Linked DNA regions of Sus scrofa: region 1 is linked to region 2. Evidence: chromatin contacts called from public HiChIP or PLAC-seq data. All regions are on one chromosome and are shown on one strand. Each heading gives the region's core, a stretch centred on a gene start, on an enhancer-like site or on the middle of the called end of the contact. The rest is flanking DNA. Distances are from core to core; before and after follow the strand shown.

Region 1 (5,810 bases), core at 1,536-4,035, 58 kb before region 2:
CCATGAGGACACCCTGCAAATGAGCTTACTGTCTATGATTTTGAGCAATTCACTTGAATTCTCTGAGTCTCAGGTGCATCTCTCATAATTGTAATTATTATTATTATTATTATTATTATTATTATTTGTCTTTCTGTCTTTTCTAGGGCCACACCCGTGGCATATGGAGGTTCCCAGGCTAGAGGTGGAATCAGAGCTGTAGCCATCGGCCTACACCACAGCTCACGGCAACACCAGATCCTTAACCCAGTGAGCCAGGCATCAAACCCAGAACCTCATGGTTCCTAGTCAGACTCATTAACCACTGAGCCACAACGGGAACTCCACCTGTAATTATTTTTTAAATGTAGGTAAGAATATCTTCGCCAGCTGCTTCACATGGTAGCCAGGCAACCAGCTGGCAGTTTTTCTTTCCACCTTAGAACATGCCTTTCCAACAACCCTAGTTCAGTTCCCTGATCTCCTCTCCTCAACCAATCTTCTCCTCAAGGCCAAATAGTTCCATCACCTGTAACTGCTCCACATCTGAAAGTTTGCACTCCAACATCCTACGTTCCAGTCACAATCTCTTCTGCCCATCCAGGGTGCTGCTTCTTTTCTTCTCACTATACTTGCTCTTTGACCTCAGGAGGACACCTCCTCCTTTTTCTGTCCTGCCCATCACCAGGAAGCTGGCTCTGTGTCTTCTCCTTCTCCATCCAGCCTAAGTGCTGGCCAGACCCTCAAACTCCTTGCTCTCCACCTCATTTCTATCTTTCTGACATACTGCCCTTGCTAACCCTCTGCTTGATCAGCTACCACCCACCTTGAGCACTCAGATTCTTGGAGGGCAAATGCTGCTAGGGGGAGGGGAAAAAAAAAAAAAGCCAATCAATCTCCTTATCTGTGTCTTGACCCAGAACCCAGAATCACAGGGTGTCCAGGGATGTGCCTGCTGGCGGGGGGGGGGGGGGGGGGGGGGGGTGGGGGGGTGGGGGGGTGGGGTGGGGGTGGGGGGGGTGGTTCCTCTCCCATTCTCAACAGCACTCTCTCCCCCATCCTCCACCCTTGTGACTCCATTAGTTCCCTTTCTTCCCTCCTAGAAGAAAACTTGGCTTCCTATTTCACAAAGATAACTGTCATCATACCCTCCTTAAGCCCGTATCTGGAAACATCTATGTTTACACATATACTTCCTCCTTTCTTCCTGATTCAGAAGGTGCCCCTCCAATCCCAGGCCCCCCACAAACTCTGTCTCTACCTCCAGTTTTCCTTCTCCATTTGTTTCTCCCCCTTGACCTAAAAATAGTTTGTTCCTTCCTCTCAGCCTCAAAATACAGCTTTTCATTTTCTAAATCGAAAGTTTCCTCTTTAAAACGAGTTTTTTCAAAAAAAATCTGCTTACCCTGTTACAATCTAGATCCCACTTCTACTACTACATGTCCCTGAAACGTCTGCATTCCACAACTCTCTCTTTACCTTCTTTAATTGTTTCCACAACACATACTCTCCGAAATTATTTTATTTATTGGTTCATGTGTTTATCGTTTATCTTCCCCATTAGAATCACCATATTCTGAATACCTAGGATAGGGTGTGGTACAGAGAAAAGGCATTACTGAGGTTCACGGAATATCACAACGGTGTTCGTTCATTCACCACACACAGTCTACGAAAAAATGATCTATGCTTGTTGCTAACCACAATTACACAACAAATGCTTTTTCATCAACTGACTAAATAATGGACATGTTGACTAAGTCCCACATCTATGAAAACCCCATCTTCCTTCCCCACTTCGGTAACCTTGCTTTCTCTTGCTCCTGCTCTTCTCGAGACCACCTCTTTCGGTCGGTCCCTGGGTTCCACGATCTGGTCTCTTTCTACAGTTTTCACCCTTGTATGTTCTTTCGGTTTTGTTCTCTTGAGTTTCAGCCCAGGCTGCCAAACACCTCCTGGGCATCCCCTCAAAGTCCACGTATCCGAAACTAGATGCATCAGATGATCTCCTCTGTCTACCGTAGCGAATGGCAACGCCATCCATCCCACCAGGCCAGAAACCCGAGCAGCGCCCTCCTCCTCCCTCATCCTATCAACCCATCACCAAGGCCCGTCGGTGCAGTCGCCTCCGCAGCTCTGGACCCCATCCTCCCGCACCAGCCGAATCCCGGCCACTAGCGCGTCCCCCGCGATCCCGGTGTCCTCGCGTCGGCCCCGCACCCGAGTCACTGTGTCCACATCACTGAAACGAGACCGCCCCCGGGGCTCTCGGTCCCGGACAACCCTCGCGAGGACAGGCGCGTCTCCCCGGCGCCCCCAGGCCGGTCGACCCGCCTTGGGCCCCCCGCGTCCCCGCCTCTCACGGGCGCCTGGGTTCAAGCCGCCACCGCGCGGCCCCCGACCCAACGAGGCCGAACCGAAAGCAACGTCCTCTGGGCGGCTCACCCGTCCCGCCGCTGCTCCGCGGACCCTGCGGGCTCGCTCGCCAACGGGCGGGTCCCGCAGCCCCCGGCTCCGGCGCGGCCTCCTCTTCTCCGGCCCACAGATGCCGGGGCGGGGCGGGAGCGGGCGGTTTCCACGCCCCGAGGCCAGGCGCTGGCGAGGGCCTCACCTTGATCCTCTCCACGCTGGCCTCCAGCTTGAGCTGCTCCACCAGGCGCTGCAGGGCGCTCACGCTGGCCCCGGAAGACATGGCGGCGACCTGGACTGCGGGCGGGCGGCCGGGCGCCGGCAGATAACGAGGCCCAGAGGCTCGGCACCGCCCCGGGGCGGGGAAGCCGCTGCGCCCGGCCCCGCCCCGCCGCCGGAGCCCCGCCCCGCCCCGCCCCGCCGCGGGAGCCCGGCCCCGCTCCGCCCCGCCGCTCCGCAGCTCCCCGCGTTGACACAGACGCCGCAGGTAAGCGACACCTTGGGGTTCCGAGTTGCCTGACACTTAATTCTGCCTTCTAAACTCTGTCCCCTGTGGCGCGTCGCCCCCCACGCAGGGGCGCTCACCTCCTCCACATCGAAGCTTCTAGGGCTTTGGGAGGAGCAGGGGTGGGTGTAGAGTGTGGGAATGGAGAAAGCAAAGACGCGTGCCTGGTGAACCAGAACTGGGACTGTGTGTGGCTGGGGCAAGGGGTGAAGTGAGTGGGAGAAATAAGCCAGACGTGAAGGCTTCTAAGCCCTGCGAGAGTGTTATCTCAGGGGGGGTGAGGATTGCCACGGAACAGAAACAGGTGTATACATTAGCCTGTTATTGTTTGGCGGGAGTCCTACCACGCGTTAGGGTTAGGAAGGTAAGCAGGGTAAAATCTCAGACCCTAACATCTTTGCGGAACGTAGAGAAGAAAATTAAATTCAGCCTTCTCACTCCCATCTGGCCCTTGAACTGTAACTATTGTTTCTGTTGTGCTGCATTTTCTTTTTTTATAGTGGACGTCCGTTTGTTTTACAAAACTGGAATCATTAGTATAAGTAAAGTGTGTATTATTTGTGGATTTTTTTCACTTAATGTGTTATGAATATTTCCTAATAATTCTTTCGCGCCTTTGTGTGTCAGTACCCACCTAAGTACTGCAAAAAGGTAACATACTAGCTTGTGTAACTGGAAAGCCCAGGAACTTTCAAATTTAATTGCTCAAATAATAGCTGTAGCACTCTCATTCTCCATCTCTCCGCTCTGCTTTTTCTGAGTGTTGACCTTGTTTTCTAGATGCTAAATAGACTCACTCCTCCTAGTGCCGTGAAGGAAGGTTCCATGCCTTCAGTGTCCCAGTTCAAGAAACCCAGGGATAGTAGCGCTTTTCTAGTTGTTACAGCAAAATCCCTCTGATGAATCTCACGGATCTTATTGAGTCACCTGTCCACCCCTGAACCAATCCCTATTTGAAGGCAAGGGTTTTGTAGTGTTGGAATGCTCAGACTAGCTGCACCAGGCCCAGAGCGGGATGAGAGGTGGGGTGAGCTAGTGGGTGCTGTGGTGTACCACCCAACTTCCCCATTTAGGACTAAGGTACTCCTTTCACCTGCTGGGAGTAGCAACCCGCTGATACCTCTCAGCTGAGTCCCCTTGGGAACTGCCCTTAGCCAGAGAGCCACCCTTCCTGGTGTCAGCTGTCACCCAGTGACTGATGTGAGGCTGTAGAAAATCTGAACCCCACCCTCCTTGCCTCGAGTTGGCACAACATTGAAAGACGATCCTAGCTCCAGTGCTCCACTCAGCAGTCATCTGAGGCCTTTATGGCAGCCGCTTCAGAGTTCAGTTCCTCTCTCTGCCTAACTCCCAGTTCCTAGACTCCCCCACAGGCGTTCTGACACTTCCCAACAGGCTTTCTGCGAGAAAAGCTCCATCTCAGCCTTTTTCTCCAGGGAACTCAAACGAGGACATCACCCACCCGAACCATATGGACTGCAAGGGGGAGACAATTTCCCAAAGGAAAACCAGGATTCTGATACTAAAAGGGGGCCAGGGGCAGTTAAAAAAAAAAAAAAAATCGGAGTTCCCGTCGTGGCGCGGTGGTTAATGAATCCGACTAGGAACCATGAGGTTTCGGGTTCGGTCCCTGCCCTTGCTCAGTGCTTAACGATCCGGCAACGCTGTGGTGTAGGTCGCAGACGCGGCTCGGATCCCGCATTGCTGTGGCTCTGGCGTAGGCTGGTGGCTACAGCTCCGATTCGACCCCTAGCCTGGGAACCTCCATATGCTGCGGGAGTGGCCCTAGAAAAGGCAAAAAGAAAAAAAAAAAAAATGCTCTTCATCTATCAGTATGCTCTTCATCTGCATGGTGTTCCATTATACAACTGGATCATAGTTCATTTACCTACTGTTTTATTCCTTAACACCCTGACGGCCACCTGAAACATACAGCTTTGTGCATGTCTATTCTATTTCCTTAGGATGCATTTCTAAAAGTGGAATTGGTGAATCAAAAAATATAAAGTTTTTAACACTTTTCCCTACTTTATCCTCCTCTTTCCCTGTCCTCCGGTAGCAATCGCTATTCCCACCATAAGGCTGCCAATTTCTCTGCACCCTCATAATTCTGTATTGTGGTTCTTTATCTCTGCCAACCTAATAGATGAAAAATGGTGTCTTAAGTCTTTTAGCTGTCTTAACTGTTGAGGCTGAACATTTCTTCTACTTGTTTTGTGAGCTATGTGTTCAGTCTTTGGAGTGTTTAAAGAGCTTTTCTTATCTCATGACAAGAGCATATTGGCAAATTTTATTTTTACTTTGTATTTATTTTGCTTTTAGGGCTGCATATGCAAGTTCTCAGGCTAGAGGTCAAATTGGAGCTACAGCTGCCGGCCTCCACCACAGCCACAGCAAGGCGGGATCCAAGCCGTGTCTGTGACGTACACCACAGCTCACGGCAACTCTGGATCCTTAACCGACTGTGAGCAAGGCCAGGGATCGAACCCGAATCCTCATGGATACTAATCAGATTCATTTCTGCTGCACCACAGCGGAACTCCCAGATTGGCAAATTTTATCTTTTTTTTTTTTTTTTTTTTTTTTTTTTTTTTTGTCTTTTTGTCATTTCTTGGGCCGCTCCCGTGGCACATGGAGATTCCCAGGCTAGGGGTCAAATCAGAGCTGTAGCCACCGGCCTACGCCAGAGCCACAGCAACGCAGGATCCGAGCCACGTCTGCAACCCACACCACAGCTCACGGCAACGCCGGATCCTTAACCCACTGAGCAAGGCCAGGGATCGAACCTGCAACCTCATGGTTCCTAGTCGGATTCGTTAACCACTGCGCCACGACGGGAACTCCCAGATTGGCAAATTTTAAATCCCTCTCTAGTGGCAAGTCCCCTCACCACAAACAACTTAAACATATATTCTAG
Region 2 (6,056 bases), core at 3,127-5,626:
GAACAAGACAGGGATGCGCACTCTCACCACTGCTCTTCAACATAATTTTGGAAGTCCTAGCCACAGCAATTAGACGAACAAAAGAAATAAAAGGCATCCAAATAGGAAGAGAAGAGATAAAACTGTCACTGTATGCAGATGACATGATACTATACATAGAAAACCCTAAGGACTCAACCCCAAAACTCCTTGAACTGATTAATAAATTCAGCAAAGTAGCAGGCTATAAGATTAACATTCAGGAGTCAGTTGCATTTCTGTATACCAGCAATGAAATATTAGAAAAGGAATACAAAAATACGATACCTTTTAAAATTGCACCTCACAAAATCAAATACCTTGGAATATACCTGACCCAGGAGGTAAAGGACCTATATGCCGAGAACTATAAAACTTTAATCAAAGAAATCAAAGAAGATGTAAAGAAATGGAAAGATATTCCATGCTCCTGGATTGGAAAAATCAATATTGTAAAAATGGCCATACTACCCAAAGCAATCTACAGATTTAATGCAATCCCTATCAAATTACCCATGACATTGTTCACAGAACTAGAACAAACAATCCAAACATTTATATGGAACAACAAAAGACCCAGAATCACCAAAGCAATCCTGAGAGACAAAAACCAAGCAGGAGGCATAACCCTCCCAGACTTCAAGAAATACTACAAAGCCACAGTCATCAAAACAGTGTGGTACTGGGATCAAAACAGACAGACAGACCAATGGAATAGAATAGAGAACCTGGAAATAAACCCTGACACCTATGGTCAATTAATCTTTGACAAGGGAGGCAAAAACATAAAATGGGAAAAAGAAAGTCTATTCAGCAAGCATTGCTGGGAAACCTGGACAGCTGCATGCAAAGCAATGAAACTAGAACACACCCTCACACCATGCACAAAAATAAACTCCAAATGGCTGAAAGACTTAAATATACGATAGGACACCATCAAACTCCTAGAAGAAAACATAGGCAAAACACTCTCTGACATCAACCTCATGAATATTTTCTCAGGTCAGTCTCCCAAAGCAATAGAAATTAGAGCAAAAATAAACCCATGGGACCTCATCAAACTGAAAAGCTTTTGCACAGCAAAGGAAACCAACAAGAAAACAAAAAGACAACTTACAGAATGGGAGAAAATAGTTTCAAATGATGCAACCGACAAGGGCTTAATCTCTAGAATATACAAGCAACTTATACAACTCAACAGCAAAAAAGCCAACAACCCAATGGAAAAATGGGCAAAAGACCTGAATAGACATTTCTCTATCTATCTTTCATCTGAAGATATACAGATGGCCAGCAAACACATGAAAAAATGCTCAACGTCGTTGATTATAAGAGACATGTAAATCAAAACTACCATGAGATACCACCTCACACCAGTCAGAATGGCCATCATTAATAAATCCACAAATAACAAGTGCTGGAGGGGCTGTGGAGAAAAGGGAACCCTCCTGCACTGTTGGTGGGAATGTAAACTGGTACAGCCACTATGGAGAACAGTTTGGAGATACCTTAGAAATCTATACATAGAACTTCCATATGACCCCGCAATCCCACTCTTGGGCATCTATCCGGACAAAGCTCTACTTAAAAGAGACACATGCATCCGCATGTTCATTGCAGCACTCTTCACAATAGCCAGGACATGGAAACAACCCAAATGTCCATCGACAGATGATTGGATTCGGAAGATGTGGTATATACACACAATGGAATACTACTCAGCCATGAAAAAGAACGACATAATGCCATTTGCAGCAACATGGATGGAACTAGAGAATCTCATCCTGAGTGAAATGAGCCAGAAAGACAAAGACAAATACCATATGATATCACTTATAACTGGAATCTAATATCCAGCACAAATGAACATCTCCTCAGAAAAGAAAATCATAGACTTGGAGAAAAGACTTGTGGCTGCCTGATGGGAGGGGGAGGGAGTGGGAGGGATTGGGAGCTTGGGCTTATCAGACACAACTTAGAATAGATTTACAAGGAGATCCTGCTGAATAGCATTGAGAACTATGTCTAGACACTCATGTTGCAACAGAACAAAGGGTGGGGAAAAAAATGTAATTGTAATGTATACATGTAAGGATAACCTGACCCCTTTGCTGTACAGTGGGAAAATAAAAAATAATAATAATAAATAAAAATAAATAAATAAATAAATAAATATCCATTGAAAGATGAATGGATTAAGAAGATGTGGTACATACATACAATGGACTACTATTCAGCCATCAAAAAGAACAAAATAACGCCACTTACAGCAACATGGATGTAACTAGAGATTCTCATACTAAGTGAAGTCAGAAAGAGAAAAATACCGTATGATAGCACTTATGTCTGGAATCTAATATATGGCACAAATGAACTTTTCCACAGAAAAGAAACTCATGGACTTGGAGAACAGAGTTGTGGTTGCCAAGAGGGGAGGGAGTGGGATGGACTGGGAATCTGGGGTTAGTAGATGCAAACTACTGCATCTACTTGGAATGGAAAGGCAATGAGATCCTGCTGTATATGTATAGCACTGTGAACTATATCTAGTCACTTGTGATGGAGGATGATGGAGGATAGTGTGAGAAAAAGAATGTATATATGTATGTGTGACTGGGTCACTTCACTATACAGTAGAAAATTGACAACACTGTAAACCAACTATAATGGAAAAAATAAAAATCATTTAAAAATGTACTTTTCAGATCGGAAAATACCGACTCTTTAAAGTCTGCTTTCTACTTGTATTTACATTTTTTTTCTCTTCTTGGTCTAAAGATGGTCCTTTTTTCACTGGCATCGTCACTGCTATCATCATTCACAGTGTAACTGTGCAAGCACATTTAATGGTGGGTTTAATATAATATGTGATACATTTAAGTAGGATAATACCCATAGTAGCGGTTGTTTCTTACTTGGCCAAGAGATTTCATATTTTAAGTGTTAGATTACCACTTCAGTGAAATTTTAACATATCAAATGTTGGAAGAAAGAGTTCCCTTTGCTGTTTGGTCTCCTACTTAGGAAATATCTGTTGCAGCTAGAATTTATCTTTGTAATTTAACCTTTGTAATTTGGAGAATTTATCTTTGTAATTTAACCTTTGTAACTTGGAGAATATGAAGTATGATATACAAAGAGGGAAACCTAAATTCTTCATCCAGCATGAACTAAAAAATTGATTAAGATTCATGGTGGTTCTTCATTATGGAGTTGAGAGCATTACGAAAGATTCACTGTTCCATTCAGCTCTTAAACACTGCAACTATATCCATGCCTCATCTTATTTTCCTTCCCTCTCCTCTAAGGATAGAGAAAATGGATAAATTTGCTGTTGTATATCCAACTCTTATATTAAATGAGACTTAAGTTCAGGCAGTATATGAGGAATTGCCAGGTTTCTACTTATTATCTTTCAATTTAAACTGCTAGTGATTAAAAGCAATTTCAAAGGATGAAACTCTGAACTTTGCTTATTTGAAGAATCAATGGCAGGAGCATTGAAGCAAAATCCATGGAATGCATTTCTGAAATCCTAAGTAAATTAATTCAGAATCTTACCCTTTGCTGTAAACAAGCAAATAGAAGCACATCTGTTATATAAGGAAGAAAATGCTGTATGCTGATTGAGCATGCTTTTTAAAGCCTTTAAAAATACTCAGCATATAAACCTGAGTTTGAGCTTGCTGGTGTTTTTTGTTAATGTGTGTTCTCCTTTCTCAGAATTTCCAGCGTGTGCTGTAACTCATGACCTGGATTCTTTATTTGATTTACTTAACTACATGTTATGCAAGTGCATTCTAACATTGCACATATTACCAAAAGCGGGTAAAAGTAAAATTAGTCTTCTGAAAAAAGAGAGAAAGAAAGAAAACCAAGCAAAGGGAAAAAAGGAATCCTACCCTGGTTAACACAACTGGTTTAGGTAACCCTGGTCTGAGAATGTTCAGGCTGAAGAAAAAGGTGCTGAGTCTTATCTTTGGAATGATTCCATTTTTGTGAAAACCAGGGGAGAAACCTTCTAAATGTACTGAATGATTATGGAGAAGGGTAACATTTGTGGTCTTAGCATTATTTCTCCGTTTACAGGACTGACCAGGATTGGGCTCAGAGTTGGGGGTCTATAATTGACAGTGTGGGAAGCCTGGGACTGACTGGGGCCGCTGGGAGACCCGCCTTTCCCGCCTTTTCTCTCTCTCCTGCCTGCCTGAGCAGCAAGGGGCAGGGCTGGCTTTCCTACGCAGCATTTCCCCCCACCCTTCCAGAAAGCCCCGCCCTGGGGAAAGCCTCAAGCCTCACCCCCTTCGGGGATCCACCTAAACACCGGCTCCAGACGCTCTGCGGCGCAGTCCCAACCACCTGCTTTAGGTAGTGGAGCCTGCAGACTCCTGTAAGTAAACTTCCACACCCCACCCTTTGTCCCTGCCGTTTCTAGGCTCCCCTGTAGCTCGGCGTTTGCAGATTGCTCGCCCTCTCGTAACGCTGTGCCACTCTGCGTCTTGCACTCAGAGGAAACTTGGAAACAGGATGTCCCGACTGATGCTTCCTGGTCCATGCAGATTCCTGAAGCGATCGGAAAGGGCTGCGAGAGGGAAGGCCATTGCCTGGCAGCGTTGTGGGTGCGCGGCTTAGCTGCCTGCCCGGGGGAGGGGGCTGGCTAAGGAACTTGCGGGACTGCAAACCTGAGACAGGTGTGGAAGAAGAAAGGCGTCGGAATTCGGTTAAGACACGGGTGTGGGCGAGGCGAGGAGGTGGGATCTGGAGGCGAGTGTGCCCGGACCTGGCATCCCACCAGGCCCCGTTCCTCTGGCGGGTGGGGACTCACCGGGATCTTCAGCTGCCTCGGCGGCCATGCCCTTTACAGGGAAGCTTCTGGACTTTGGGTGAGTCCAGAATTCGCAGCGGCTGTCTTTCTGTGGAAAAAGAGACAAGTAGGACCCGCACAGTTGCGGGTCGCACCACCCCGACCGCTGTGTCTGCAATACGGAAGTGTCCCCTCCAGGCTGCCACTGGCCCCAATCGCGAGCACTGGGCGGGAAAGGAAAGAAAGGGCCAGCCCCTGCGGGCGCGTTTGCAGCCGATTCCCCCTGGGGGAAGGCACGGCTCCCATGTGATGCGGAAGAGATCGGTCCAAGCCTGAGGTGCTACCCCGAGAGCTCAGGGCCGCCTGAGTCATCGTCTCTTGGCCTTGTGTGCAGGCAAGTTTAAACACTGACCCTCGATTTCCCCTTTGGTGCCAAAGAGAACTCGCGCCTGAGCAGCAGCGCCGCCCGGTGGTTGTCATGTGTTCCTGAGACGGCTTGCCTCGGAAGGCAAAGCTGTCCATCTGAGAGACGTGCATAGACTTCGATTTGGTTGTGTTTGATGCTTTTCCTTAGAATTCGCTTCATGTGAGGAGAGAAGTGGAATATTTGCACGCCAGGTAGCTGTTCAGTGCCCTAACGAAACCTTCGCAGTGGCTAGGAAGAATTTGTGTGGGTTCACATTATTCCTTGCGTTGGAGATTTCCGACGTAGCCACTGTTTCCTCATCTGTACACTGACCATGATAATAACGGCTGTCTTAGAGGGAAGTTATGAGGATAGAAGGAGTTGATAAGTATGAAGTGCTTAACAGATCAATAGAAACAGTGAATACTAAGTAAATGTGATGGATGTTAACTGTTCATGATGAAGTTGATGATGGGTAGAGCCTGCCATTCCCCCCTCAGTGCAATGCGTAGGGAGCTGTAAGAATCCAGTCCCTTCAGAGGCTTGACTACGTTTACTGTGTTCTAGGAGCTTCAGGATGGTTCGTGCTAAGAGCTGGACCCTGAAGAAGCATTTTGTAGGCTACCCTACTCCTAGCAACTTTGAACTGAAGACAGTTGAACTCCCGCCCTTAAAAAATGGAGGTAAGTCAGATTCAGAAGATTTAAGTTAGAAGAAACCATATCCGTTTGCCTTTGCTGAATAATACACTACCTCCACACTCAGTGACTTCAAACCACAATCACCGATTAGTTCACAATTCTGGGGGGGTGGCAGTTTGGGCGGGAT

Evidence for each region. HiChIP or PLAC-seq counts read pairs in DNA pulled down with a chosen protein or histone mark.
Region 1: a contact with region 2 is called in an H3K27ac HiChIP or PLAC-seq map of alveolar macrophages. The contact joins the promoter of GNG10 here to the promoter of PTGR1 in region 2. A contact is called at or near these places in 8 of 47 Hi-C or Micro-C datasets (embryonic fibroblasts, epiblast stem cells, liver and 4 more) and 1 of 2 datasets of contacts at active chromatin or transcription factors (alveolar macrophages).

The regions. Positions count from the first base shown.
Region 1 is chr1:252,449,984-252,455,793 of Sscrofa11.1, reverse strand. It overlaps GNG10 (guanine nucleotide-binding protein G(I)/G(S)/G(O) subunit gamma-10), which reads right to left and starts at 2,785. Exons shown (of 3, transcript XM_021067494.1): 1 at 2,591-2,785. The coding sequence starts at 2,671. LOC110256067 (a long non-coding RNA gene) reads left to right here and starts at 2,799. Exons shown (of 2, transcript XR_002337286.1): 1 at 2,799-2,875. It overlaps LOC106509234 (a long non-coding RNA gene), which reads right to left and starts at 2,418. Exons shown (of 2, transcript XR_002337288.1): 1 at 2,137-2,418; 2 at 1,484-1,563.
Region 2 is chr1:252,393,753-252,399,808 of Sscrofa11.1, reverse strand. It overlaps PTGR1 (prostaglandin reductase 1), which reads left to right and starts at 4,376. Exons shown (of 10, transcript NM_214385.1): 1 at 4,376-4,408; 2 at 5,796-5,911. The coding sequence starts at 5,806. It overlaps LOC110256066 (a long non-coding RNA gene), which reads right to left and starts at 4,985. Exons shown (of 2, transcript XR_002337285.1): 1 at 4,844-4,985; 2 at 2,845-4,700.